2 separate regions of the Cricetulus griseus genome follow, and region 1 is linked to region 2. A link is a contact called in public Hi-C data. All regions are on one chromosome and are shown on one strand. Each heading gives the region's core, a stretch centred on a gene start, on an enhancer-like site or on the middle of the called end of the contact. The rest is flanking DNA. Distances are from core to core; before and after follow the strand shown.

Evidence for each region. Hi-C and Micro-C count contacts between places; a contact is called where the count stands out from the background.
Region 1: a contact with region 2 is called in a Hi-C map of fibroblasts, with 4 times the contacts expected there. The contact joins the promoter of Ets1 here to the enhancer-like site in region 2. A contact is called at or near these places in 3 of 8 Hi-C or Micro-C datasets (the CHO-K1 cell line and fibroblasts).

What each region holds. Positions count from the first base shown.
Region 1 is chr4:145,111,512-145,117,934 of CriGri-PICRH-1.0, forward strand. It overlaps Ets1 (protein C-ets-1), which reads left to right and starts at 1,425. Exons shown (of 7, transcript XM_027411772.2): 1 at 1,425-1,802. The coding sequence starts at 1,721.
Region 2 is chr4:145,007,326-145,013,819 of CriGri-PICRH-1.0, forward strand. No RefSeq gene overlaps it. Among named protein-coding and RNA genes, the nearest start is that of Ets1, 100 kb to the right of the region's middle. Within about 2 kb of position 3,811, at least 1 of the 6 cell types and tissues checked has open chromatin away from gene starts, as enhancers often do. A contact at or near this core is called in fibroblasts, where this site is marked.

The sequences.
Region 1 (6,423 bases), core at 175-2,674, 100 kb after region 2:
TCGTCATCTGGAGGCCAGCATTGCTTTCTCATACCTTGCAGAAACACAGCTGGACTGTAACAGTCTTTGTTCTTTCAAAAAAGAAAATGAGGATTATCATATATGCATATTTTTTTCCTCTGGTGACCAAAGAAGGGTGGAGCCTGGAAGTTGGACCAGGATCCAGAGATTGACACTCTATTGCTCTTTCTCTCCCCTCCCCCCACCATTTGCTTTGGGAATCCTGTACACTGCTAAAGCCCAAGGGGTGGGGGTGGGTGTTTAGATGAAAGTTAGCAGGTGTGATGAAGTTTACTAGAGCAGAAGTTACAGTTGCAGGCAAGTGGTGGGAGTTCATCACATGCTTAGAAATCAGGAAACAGTACTAAGAATAGCTTTCCCTGAGGTTGCTCAGGAAGATTTATGTTGTCTTTTAATCAAAATGCCTTGCTCCACATGCACTACCATGGCCTGGATGATTTGTTAATGAGTACCAACTACCTTGATGTATGATAGCTAATTATCAGTGGCAAATTATGGGTTAGCCTGGCTCGCCTTTTTATCTGGAGTGTTGGCAGTTCCCAGCTATGACAAGGATGTGCACTGTGGTTCTGTGGGCTGGGGATGAACCTTAGAGACTCACACCAGTGTGCTGGGGGATGTGGTGATAGAGAAAAGGATGTTGGAAGTTTTCTGATAGAGCAGAGTGTGAAAGACAAAGCGTCAGCCAAGGTGACACAGTTAGAGAAACAGAATAATTAGGAACACTGTTATGGGTTCTAGACTCCCCGGTTTGATAGAGGGGCTTCGGAGCTTGGGTTTTGGGAGGTCTCTGACAGGCTTGGTTCTGTGCTAGTGACGTTGATTATGGGTTCCTGCTCACCAATGCTGCCCTTGTCACTTAAACCATTTCAAGGGTGGGATTCTGAGTCATATCTCAGCTGAAGCCGTCCCAGAACACCCGCAGTGGAATCCCCCGCACGCGCCCCCTCGGTGCGCACCCAAGCAAGCCTCACGTCCTGTGTGTCAAGCTTTGTGAATGAATATGATGTACACGCACTTGGAAAACTATGCTGCTACCGGAGCGGGCCGCAGCGGTGACCAAGCCCTCAAGAATGCGTGCACAATCAGACGGACTTTCCCGAGACCGTGGCAGCAGCCCCTGCACGCCAGCGACCCGCGCCAGCCTTCCTCGCCAGCGGTGGCCTGAGGCCCTAGCCCTGCGGGCAGAATAGCTGGGGCTGAGCTGGGAGGCCCGGCGCACCCGCCCTTCCTTTCGCTTTTGGGAGGTGGGAGATGATTGGCTGTGGGCGCTAGGCCCCGCCCCCGCCCCGCCCCCGCCGCCCCGTGGAGTGGGCAGGGCAGGCGCTGGGACCCCGGGCCTGGGCTCCGCGAGGAACGCCCTAAAGCGGAGGCGAGCTGCACAGCGCCAGCGCCGGCCAGGAGAGCGAGCGCCCGGGACCGAGGAGCGAGCGGGCGAGCGGGCGGGCGGGCGAGCGGGCGAGCGGGCGAGGCTGGGACCCGAGCGCGCGCTCTGCTCCGCCAAGTGCCAACTTCGCACGGACGGCTGAGTGCGCACCTTCCCGCGGGGCAAGCAGTCAGCGGGAATTTGAGATTTTAGGGAAGAAAGTGGGCTTTGCCCTGTCTCCTTCCCCCGGGTTTCAAAATCCCCATTAAAAAGAAAAACAGCAGTTACAACAAACTTGCTCTCATCCCGCCGGCCCCCTCAACTCCCGGCACCATGAAGGCGGCCGTCGATCTCAAGCCGACTCTCACCATCATCAAGACAGAAAAAGTGGATCTGGAGCTTTTTCCCTCCCCGGGTGAGTGGCGACAGCGAGACCCCCACCCCAGCTTTGGGTCCCCTTCACTTCCCCTCTGGGTTGCGCTGCTCCCTCAGGAGCCAAGGATACAGAGGCCAGGAGGACTGTTGGTGGCCCAAGACCCTTGTGTGTGGGGTTCTTTTTTCTTTTTTAAGTGGGGGGGGTGTATTTATTTTCACAGCTGCTTTTTTTGTGACTAATGGGAAAAAGCTTATAGAATTTCCAGCGCCCTAATTTTCCCACATAAGCTAAACCTTTTGGTAGTATTCCTTCACATTAGCCTGACACTGCCTCTCAGGTCACCCCCTAACTCCTTGTCTCCCCAGAATTGGAGCTTGATGGGAGGTCCCTGCGAGTGCTGGGCTAACTGCTGGGGCCCTTGAGGACATTTCCAATGCTCTTGCATCCTGAGCGCCCCTGTCACACGTCCTTTAGAGTCTCACTCCTCTTTTGTAGGTTGAGGAGGTAGTGGGAGGAGAAATGAAATTAAACTGCTTAACTTTGAGAAAGCCTGGTTCCCGCCTGTTCTGTAGGTTACAAACTTTACTGGCTTCCTATTCTGCCATGTTTTGTCCTCTGGTACCAAAGGTCCTAGAAGAAGGAAAGCATCCTAACACCAGATGTGACTTAGTGTCCTTGGTTCATGGTTTCATTTAGCAGGCTTAAAGGGTTTAAAGAAGAGAGGGACAGTAAAGACACTGAATTTTGTCTTAGAAGGAATTTTAGTGCTCAACAGATGGAATCAACTCTTGAGGATTCCTGAAGCTAGCACAGTGTGAGAGGGATAGGGAGTCTGCAGCTGGCCCCAGAGAAGAGTGACTTTGGAGGTGAAAGGCTATAAAAGGATACAGGGGGAAGGTGATGCATTTTGGGAACTAATCAGATGTCACAATACACACCTCTATTGTGTCTATCAGTTGTCCCCAACCTTTTTTTCTCTGCCATAAAGAACTGCATATTTTAACCCTTTCTTTAAACTTTCAGCACATGCCAAGATGAGGTTTTGACATTCAGGCATGCTTCAAAATGTTAATAAGGACATTTGGGTCCTCCCCACCCAGACTCTCCTGACAGTCAACGGGGATTGCTCTGTACAAAAGCTGGACTTGTGTCTTGTCCCAGTGTGATGACAGAGCCACACCAAGGCCTCTGCTCGAGCCCTGGAGACCTTTTAGGCACTCAGCTGCAGGTAGAAATGATGCCGTGAAGGTTGTTTTTGAATATTCAGGGAGCCAGAGTTCTCTGTGTCACAGTTGATTGAAACCATATATAGCAGAAGTGAAAGGATAGTTGCCAGCAAAGATATAAACTCAACTAATAGGCCCTTTCCTTAAGAATGGCTTGTTTATATGTGCTACGTGTGTTTATGGGGAAGAGACGGATTTGGGCATCTGGGAACCCTCGTGCATATTTATGTCAGTTCACATGCCTACAGTGGGACTTTGATGCTGGCAGTGAATGAGAGTCCCTTGCAGCATGTGTTTTACATCATAGCAAACAGCTGAAGCATGGTTTTTGGTAATTTAATATTAAATATTTGAGATTTTAAAGCATTCGATGCTATTACTTTAGTTATTGATAAAAATAAACTGTGGGCAAGTAACTTTATTGAGCTGTCCCATTAGTAAAATAGAGCTGGGCAGCCTAACATAGCAGTCGGTGTTTGCTATACAGAGTACCTTTACATTGGCTTTCGTGATCAGAAGAGTGCTCAAGAGATTCAAGTTAGAAGTGAACCTGGTGCATGTAAGACCAATTTGAGCAATATAGTGAGATCTGTTCCCAAAATACAAAAAACTCCCAAGCCGGGCTTTCTAAATGCAACAAAGCAACAATGCAACAAAGCAACACAATTTCATTTGGTCCAAGAAGTCAGGTGTTTTCTGTCATTTACTATGATGAGACTTTTCTTTGTTTTCTGATACTTTCTTAGAGAAAATGAAGAACAATGATTTGTTGGTCATTAAAACCATTTTTTAACATTTTTCTGGATTTTAGTTGCATTTATATAAATATTATGCTCATACTTCAGATGGGGGATCTAGAAGCACAGAAAAGTAAAGACACTAGGCAAAATTATCCACAGAGCCAGTGGCTGAAGAGAGATGAATTTCTGTTTCTAACTTGTCAGTGTATAAAACTGAGAAATACTGCAAGTTACCTTTGGAAACTCAGCAGAGAAATGTCAATGGAGACTTCAGTTTTCAAGTACAAAGATGCAAGAAACCCTGGCAAGGACTGGCAGCTTTCACTAAAAGAAGGCTAAGAGGCTAGGTGCAGCTTTACCTGGACCATCAAATTATATAGGACATCCGTGTCTCAGCTGCATGGCTTTGCATCTAGAACAGTGACCTTAGTGTTTATCATGACCTTTATCATGATCTTCTTGTTGTTGTTGTATTGCTTAGTTTCTTGTGTGTAGAGACAACTAGTAGGGGGTGTGATTAAACCAGAACTTCCTTTCTGCCCTCTCCATAGATTCCTAGATTCAAAGAGATGCAGTGGGAAGTCTGAGGGTCCAAATTCTTTGAGACAGAAGAACTAGAATATTTGTCAGTCTCTCTGTGGTTAGGACTTGACTGAGAACCTCTGTTCACGTTGGTTTTATATTGAGGTTTGACAGGATTTTGACTGCATCAAGTATCAAATTAATATATACTTTAAAATAACATTGGCATTCAATTTCCCTTATAAGTGTAAAGTGGGACATACTATTTCATTGCACACCTCTTTTAGGCCTTATATAGGTTTAAACCAAAGGTAGCATCGACTTGTTCCTGGCTTCTTTCTGAGTAGGGGAGGAGGCTACGGAGGCAGGGTGTGGGAGCAAATGCTACTTCATTATTTTCCTCCCTCCCATACCACTCCACCTTATGGTGAGGTGAAGATGGCAGCCATAGAGGAACAGTTTTCATCCTGGCTGTTTGCCCATTTATAAGGTTTAAAATGTTCAGCCCCTACTTCCATCTCACTTTGACAGAGGATATCCATCTCCTGGGGACTGTTACTGTCCTTCGAGATAGGAAGAAGTCTTGTCCTTTCTTAGTTTGGACAGTCTTTGTGCCATTGCAAACCAGAAAGAAGGGGGGAGCTGCTGGGCTGCTAGGATCGCTTGCTCACCGAGTTTCTAAATCCCCTCTTACCACATATTAGTGACTAAATAGCCCAGTGGTTTGGACAGGGACTTTGGAGACAGCTTGTCTGGGTGTGAATCCCCAGTTAGTAGCTGTGTGACTTTGGGCAGACTACTTAATCTCCCTGTGCTCCAGCTCCTGCATGTATGAAATGAGTGTAATAATCCTTGGATGAAGATGAAACCCGAATATGTGGAAAATCTTAACTCAGTGCCGAACTGGTAATGGAGTCTGTTGAACAGTTAATGAAAAAGCAAGTCAACAGAAACCTTGACTAGTGTAGAACTTTCACAAGACCTTGGAAGGTTTGGTAGGGAATCTGGAGGTTGGTTTATATATGTGCCCCAAATCTACCACTTGGGGAGGAAAGTACAGCAGAGAAGAAGATCTCCTGGCCTGGAATTTCACATAAGTAGACTGTCTTCTGAGCTCCAGACAGCAGGTATGGTGAGCAGTTCATTTTCAGCCTGTCTGGGAAGCCCAGCTGTCACTGCACCAGATCTAGAGGTGGGTGTATTTCTTTGGGTGATAGAGCCTGTCAGTGACACTCAAAGCAAGAAGTCCAAGGACAGTGGGGGGACATTTGCAGAGTTGGAGGAAAAGTATATTTTTTTCCCATTTTACTAGGTTGAGAAATGTGTCCAGTTATTATAAAGTATCTCACGTTTTATTTATTTATTTGGTTGGTAGAGCTTGCATTCCTGGCATTTTTGGTTGGTTTGTGTTGCTGTATTTTTTCTTGTCCATGTAGCATTTTCCCCCCTCTTAAAGAGGCCAGACCACCCTGTAGGAACATCTCTCTCTAGGAGACAAAGCACCAGTGGTCAACTTCCCCAAACCCAGCTTACTCTTGGCCCCACCACAGTTTCTGCAAAAGCAAGAGCTGGTTACTGGCTGCCAGGATTTTCCAGGAAAGACTCTCCCTGCTTCAGAGTATGGCGGCTAATTCCCATTGGCACACGCAACAGTGTAATTATAGACAGAATGAAAGCTGTAGCTTTGATGGCATTCCAGGAGCTTATGTTGATGGTAGATACTTGTTAACTAACTGTTGTAGGGAGTTTCTGAAATGTGTGTTGAGTGTGCTTTGTATGTCTACAGCCTTCACATGCTGGAGCATACTTGGTTCACACTCACTCTAGGGGAAATACTATTTATTCCATTATTTCTCAGGTGAAGAAAGTGATATTCATAGAAGTACATACCTTTTCTAAGGCTACGCTTTAGACACTTAGACACTGGTGAGATGCGGCAGGCATTTTGTACCTGAAGCAAAGCATTGTATTATTTTCAGCAACCCTGGAAATTAAGCCACAGTCTGTATTATATAAGAAGGCAGATCTGGCTGATGCTGTGGAGATTCAGGGACTACAGGGGTTCTGTGCCATCCCTGAAAGACTTCCCTGAGCTGAAACGTAACCTAAGTGCCCTGAACAGCTTGGCAAAAGTGAGTCTCCAGGCAAGGCCATCTAGATGTGTATCCTTTC
Region 2 (6,494 bases), core at 2,561-5,060:
GTTTACCGACTTCTTTCGTCACCAGTTTGACATTTCATTTCCGCATCTTTTCCCCACAACGAGAAATCATCATACACCTGACAGATGGCGTTATCAAACAAAAGCAAGTGTTAGAGAGCGTGTGGAGAAGCTGAGCCTTTGCACAGTTGATGAGAATGCAGAATAGTACAGCTACCATGGCAACCTAAAGCTACCAGGTGACCCAGGGAATCTTCTCCCAGGTCTTTCCCCAGAAGAATGGACAACAGCATGTTGAAGAGATGTTCGCAGTCTCCTGGTTTTTGTAGCTTCATCAACAGTGGCTCAGATGTGAAAATATCCTAAATATCTTTGGACAGCTAAATGGAGAAATCAAATGTGGTAGATACTTACAATGAAACATTGCTTACCCTTAGCAGTGAATGAAGTCCTACTGCATGAGACAGCACAGATGAACCGAGGACCTGCCCTTTATGGGTATGGTTTACCAAGAATGAGAATCTGAGTTCCTATTAATTGAGTATTTATGCTGGGCCAGCCATAGTTTCTTCTTTGCCCTCCCAGCAGAGGTGTATCTGTCAGAGAGCAGGGGCCCCAGTGTGCAGTCTTGTTGGGTCTCCAGGCCATGAAACCTGGGCTCAAACCTAGCTTTGCCAGTTATCAGATGGGTACTTCTGATACTCACATGGGCCTGGTTTCTTGTTGATACAAAATGGATAATAATACAACATAAACCACAGGGTCTGTAAGGATTAAACCATTTGGTGCATCTGAGAACAAGGCTGCAAGGAAGTAAGAAAAAAAGAAAGAAAAGGGACACCCTTCCCCCAAGACATATCTCCATGTGCTCGAAAGCCAGGTCTGGGGGGTCTTTATCTGCAGTAACTGAGTGTGTTGTTATAGTTCCCTAAACACTACTGTGAAACAGCTACCTACACAGTGGTTACGTTGTTTAAGTCATTTGGAGCATCTATGGAATTTATTATGGGGGGGTTGGTCCTAGAACAAATTTCACAATGACTGCAAAGGATGGCCATATCTTGTATTTTGTATTATGTGAAGGAAGAAACTGAGTTAAAGAGGTTAAGTAACTCACCTGTGCTGGATTTGAGTTCAAGGCTGCTTTTATGCCCGAATCCAGCCCTTTTCAGCTGTGTGGTAGGGACATTCATATCAGCCTGGTGTGTCTGGATTGAATTAGTAATGCAGCCATAGGGAGTGGACCCTGTCTAGATGGGGACTTGTCTTGGCTGATCAGGCCTGGAAGTCTCCAGGCACCATATCCTATTGTCCTGCACCCCTCCTTATTGGCCTTAAGGGGGCACCATTGAGCCGTGTTCTTCAAGTTCCAGGCCAAAGGGCTCCACAGCACCGTTTGAAATTTCACAGGATGAAAAGACAAACTAAAAAGGCTGAAACCCTAACTGCTAAGACTTTTATCTTTATGACAAAACAGATCTTAAAAACAAACTCGCTCTACTTCAGGAACCGGAGGACTTCTCAGAAGTCAAGGTTATTGGAACCTGTGTTTTTTCTTTGCTTTGCTCAACATACTTTATAGAGAAAGTTACAAAACTGTCTTAAAACAAAACAAAAAAGCAGCAGAGAGACACACAGCAGCTCTGAAGGCAGCATCAAGTGCAGGCTGCAGCCTTAATCTTGTCAGGGAAGGTGTCTTCGAGCTTGTCTTTCAACGACAGGATGAAACAAATGTTTAACTCTGGTTAATACTAAAAGAAATGGAGAGAGCATAGGAGCCCTGGAAAATGGTTCAGACTGATTTTTCCTTTGCCTATTTGCCAAAGCTGAGGTTCTAAATTGAGTGTCTCCCCTATTGGCTTTCAACATGAAAAGCCAACTGTCTCACAAGGTCAGCCTGTACCCACCTGGGGCATTGCCACATCCACTTTGGGGTCTCTAGCTGATTCCGTACTGGCCTCCTCCTCAATTAAGTCTCCTGGGTTGGGCTTAAAATTTTCTCGAAGAATCCACAGAGCATCATAATTGCCTTTTTTCTGTGTACAATGGTGAGTAGTGTCCTTGCTGTCACTGTCCTGTTTCAGGAGAATAGGAGGCAGACCATACTCTACAGAGAACACTTCTAGGTACCAGGGTACAGTTGAGTGATGGGAGAGTGCTTGCCTAGCATACAAGAGGCCTTGAGTTCTAGCTTCAGTATAAAAGATGGAAAGAAAGAACAAAAGGAAGGAAGGAAAGAAAACAGGAAAAGAGAGAGTGTGTCTAATCCCACTACTTCTGAGAACCACCTGACCATTACTGGATTAAAGAAACTCCATTTAGCTTCCCCACCAGCCTTGTGAGCATGGAGCATACTGCATCTACTAGAGGGGCTGTGTTGAGGCCACTACCCTTATAACTCAAGTACAGGGTTCGTTAACTTGCCAGAGTGTTAACTTTCTGAGCAGTGGCCAGGGCTGAAGGTCACAGACATGCAGCCTCATGAGTCCTCCATCTCTCTTTTTTTTTGCATGGCAGAGACTCTGCTCTATGTTCAACCCCATACCTTCTCCTGCTCTCCCAAGTTCACCCTTGTCAAAAAGGTCTTCACTCCTGGCAAAATGACCAGGTCCTGTCCAGCATAACAAGAGGAGCACCAGAAGGCCCTTTGAATCTTCATGAGGGTACCCCATCCTGGTTTCCTAGCTTCAGAGTTACCATTTACCTTCAGCAGTGCTGCTCTAAGTTCCTAATCATGGAGATACCGCCAGTGTGGCCTCTAATGTCTCACCCCCCCTTTTTTTTGAGACAGGGTTTCCAGCCTGTCCTGGAACTCCCTTGGTAGACCAGGCTGGCCTCGAACTCACAGAGATCTGCCTCCTGAGTGCTGGGATTAAAGGCATGCACCATCAATGCCCGGGCATTTTTTTTTTTTTTTGTCTTTAATGTCTTAATGAGATTCAGTTGATAGGCCCTTACTTAGAGAGAGAAAGAGGAAAGGGGGGAGGTCAAAGGAAGAGACTGGGACTAGGTGGCTGCCTCTCAGTTTGACTTCAGGCAGGCTCTGGTCCTGAGCAAAATGTGCTCTGAGGCTACCCACAGTGAAATGGATGGAAAGAAGTGTGTTGTGAAACAGTAGCTACTGACAACAAAGGCCCTCTCTGGTCTACCTGCATAAGCTTTGTATCGGCTACACACACTATAAACACGTTGATGACCTCAGTGCAGCCAGAGGCCTTGAGGCCTTCTGCCATGAAGGTGATGGGCAAGCCAGACTTCATTATACAAGGCATGACTTCTTCTGTTTACAGGGGACCACTTGGGAAATGGTCTTTGAAAGGATTTAAAGAATAATATCAATACAATAAAAACATTAGCCACTTAACTCTTCTTTTTCTGATGCCACACTCCTGTGCATTTTTGAAATCAACAGATACAGTCAACAGTCTGTAGGCTTTTTGTCTGGGGTTTTCCTCTTTCATCCTTCTGAGATGCGTTTCTGCCTTACATTTAACAAGAAACTTCACACCTCCCTTGGAGCTTGTCATACCCATGAATACTGAGCTAAGCCCCACCTGAGGTTTCAGGGAGCTCTAGAAGGTGTCTGAAGTCCCCGGGAATCTTATGCAGCCCTGTGGGAGTCATCTGATGACTTCACAGTCTTTCCAGTCAGGATAGAGGGGGCTGGCTAGCTCCCGTGGTGCCTGTTCTTTACAGGACAACATGCAAGCCAAGTGAGCAAACTGCCAGAGTGGGGAAGAGCTCAGCACTAATTTCGCTGGTGTGCCCATGAGGCCTAGTTGAGCTCACAGAGTTCTTCCATGTTCTAGCTGTCATGGAGAAGGTGGAGCCACAGGAGGCTCTAGCTGTAACCCTAACAGTGAGCCACAGTGGGGCACAGTGGTGTGTGGGTGGGCCTAGTAGGCCACACTGCCTCCTTTCTGCATATAGCATCTGCTGGGCTCCAGGCCTGGCAACCAGCCCACTGGCCTAACGACTCATGCATCTACTTGTGCCTTCCTTTCATTTTATTTAGTAACTGTGCTCAGCCCAGGAAACTCTGGCTTCCAACCCCCTAGTGTTTTGACTCAGAGACTGAGCTGTCTGATTTCTTGGACAAACACAATCTTGAGGAGTTTTTCTCTTTACACAATGGCTAGGATCTGGGAATGTCATGGCTTCCCATTCAGAACTTGCCCCCCTCCTATTCCTCCACCCCTTCCTTCAGACGTCAAACTACTTAAAATAAATATTCCCTTTGGTTTTGGGGGCCTTTCCTTTGGATTAGTCACCTTTGCCTCTGGGTTAGAGGGCAGCTGTGAGCCAAGATCAGCCCCATAGCCTTCTGGAAGGAACAGGAAGAGAGGCTGCCTCTGAACCTAGTTTAGATTTGGGTGGTGGTGGGGAGACTGATATTTGTTAAGGCTTTGGGGATTCTACCCCATTGACAGGAGGTGCCTTCGACCTGTAGGCTTCTGTACTTGGGTGTCCACAGATTTTCTCTTTTCTCCAGCTCCCATTCCACCCTGTGTCCCCCTACAGCTCCTCAGGCCCCTTCCTCCTGGCCATGTGTGTCTTCCCTCCACCTGCTGGCAACTTCTCAAGTCCAGTCCCACTGCTCAGCAAGGCAAACTGGGTCCTCCATGATACAGCTGAACCTGCCTCACCAGCCTTACTTCCCATCACTTTCCTTTTATGCTCTTCTCAGTGCCTGCCCAATATGAGGGTTTGCCTCAGTCTAGCAGGCCTCCTGCCCACTGTATACCATAAACCCATCCCACATTTTACACAAGACCCTCCTACATAGCCTCTCCTTCATGAAGCCTTTAAATAGCATGTGCATGTACTGTGTTATGCCATGCCCTGGTTAATGACTTTTCCATCTATCCAAAGAGCAGGCAGCTCAGTGTCGTCATTTTCCACCTGAGGACATCACTAACCCCCCTGACTTCCTTTTCTCCTTCTCTTTCTTCTTTATCCTCTTTTCCCTCCCTTTTTGTAGCTAATATGATCTTTAAAATCTGTTCCACGTCTGGCACGCTAGAAAAAGAAAATGGTTTGCATATTAATTTTTGCATGATCAGATAGCTGCTAGTTATGTCTCTTATCTCATTTAAATATTTTATGTAAAGCCCTGTGACTTAAATGTCATTTCTCATTTTCACATGAGAAAAGCTGAGATTGACACTGAGTTGAAATAAATGTCATGGGTCACAGGGTTAGCAACATTGTCGTGCATTGGTCTCTCCAACACCCCAAACCCAGGCATTGTTGGATTGTCGTATAGCAAGAACCTGGGACCCAGTGTAGGAGCAGGGTTGAGAGGCCTGGGACAGAGGCTGGCTTTTCTGTTCTTATATTTGTGAGATGTAAGGGGACACAGCAACATGTGGTCCTTGGGGACAACCATAAAGGACAACAGCTCCGTAACAAAACACCTGCCTTCATTCGGTAATTCACAACTTTCTCTACTTTGATTGCCTATTCCATCCTCAAATATATTGTGCTTTCCTTGTTACAGAAAGCCAGCCATGGGAGAGTGGAAAGGTCCTGCAAGCAGTGTTAGAAGAGAGAATAAGGAGGGAGGGGGTGAGCATATGAGCATAGTATATTGTGGGATGGAGGAAGAAAGGGCCAGGCAAAGTGGGTATTTAGTGAGTGCCCGCGCTGGGGTCCCCGTGACACATGACAACTCTGTGGTACTCTCAACAGCCTGTTGTGGGTGCTCTGCCCTCTGCTGCTCTGGACTTCATTCTCTTCCTTTCATCCAGAAATAGAGCCCCTGGGCTCATTGCCAGTGTGCGGTTATTAAAATATCTCCAGCGAAGGGACACGAAGTGGCATAGAATTGTGAACTTGGGCCCTTTCTTAAAAAGTGGTGGTCAGGAAGGTATAAATATAAGTTGAGTATTCTTTATTCAACCAACATTTTTGGTACTAGAAGAATTTTAGAATTTTGATGGGGGTGGCATCTTAAAATATTTTCATAAATTCATTTGTTTTATATGTACATTGTACACACAGCCTGAAGTTATTTTAGGCACTGTCTTAAGAGATTTTTTATGACTGAAACAAGATACTATGATGTGGGATTTTCTTCTTGTGGAATCATGTTAGTGTTTAAAAAAATGGATGCTCGAGCAATTTGGATTTTGGAGTTGTGGATTGGGATGCTCAACCTGTAATATATTCCTGCACTGACTCAATGATTTGCTGGATGTCTGGGGTAAGATGGAGAAAGAGCTCCAGACCAACAGATGGTCAAGTGGTGAAAGCTGCTTCTGCTTAGGGATGCTGCTGTAGGGTAAAGTGTTGGCGGGAAACCTGACAGGTGTGAGCCACAAACTTGGAGCATCCTGACACAAAGCCATATCCAAGCTCACCCCTCTTTATCTGTGCATGCTGCAGTCACTTACTCCCAGTGTTGTATTAGGACATGTTGATTTAACAGATAGGTTCTATTTATGGATACATGTGGACCAGGATCTTGAAGCTGGGTGGTGTCCAGAAAACCCAGTGCGCATTGCTGCCCTAGTATACTGTAATGAGCTCACCCA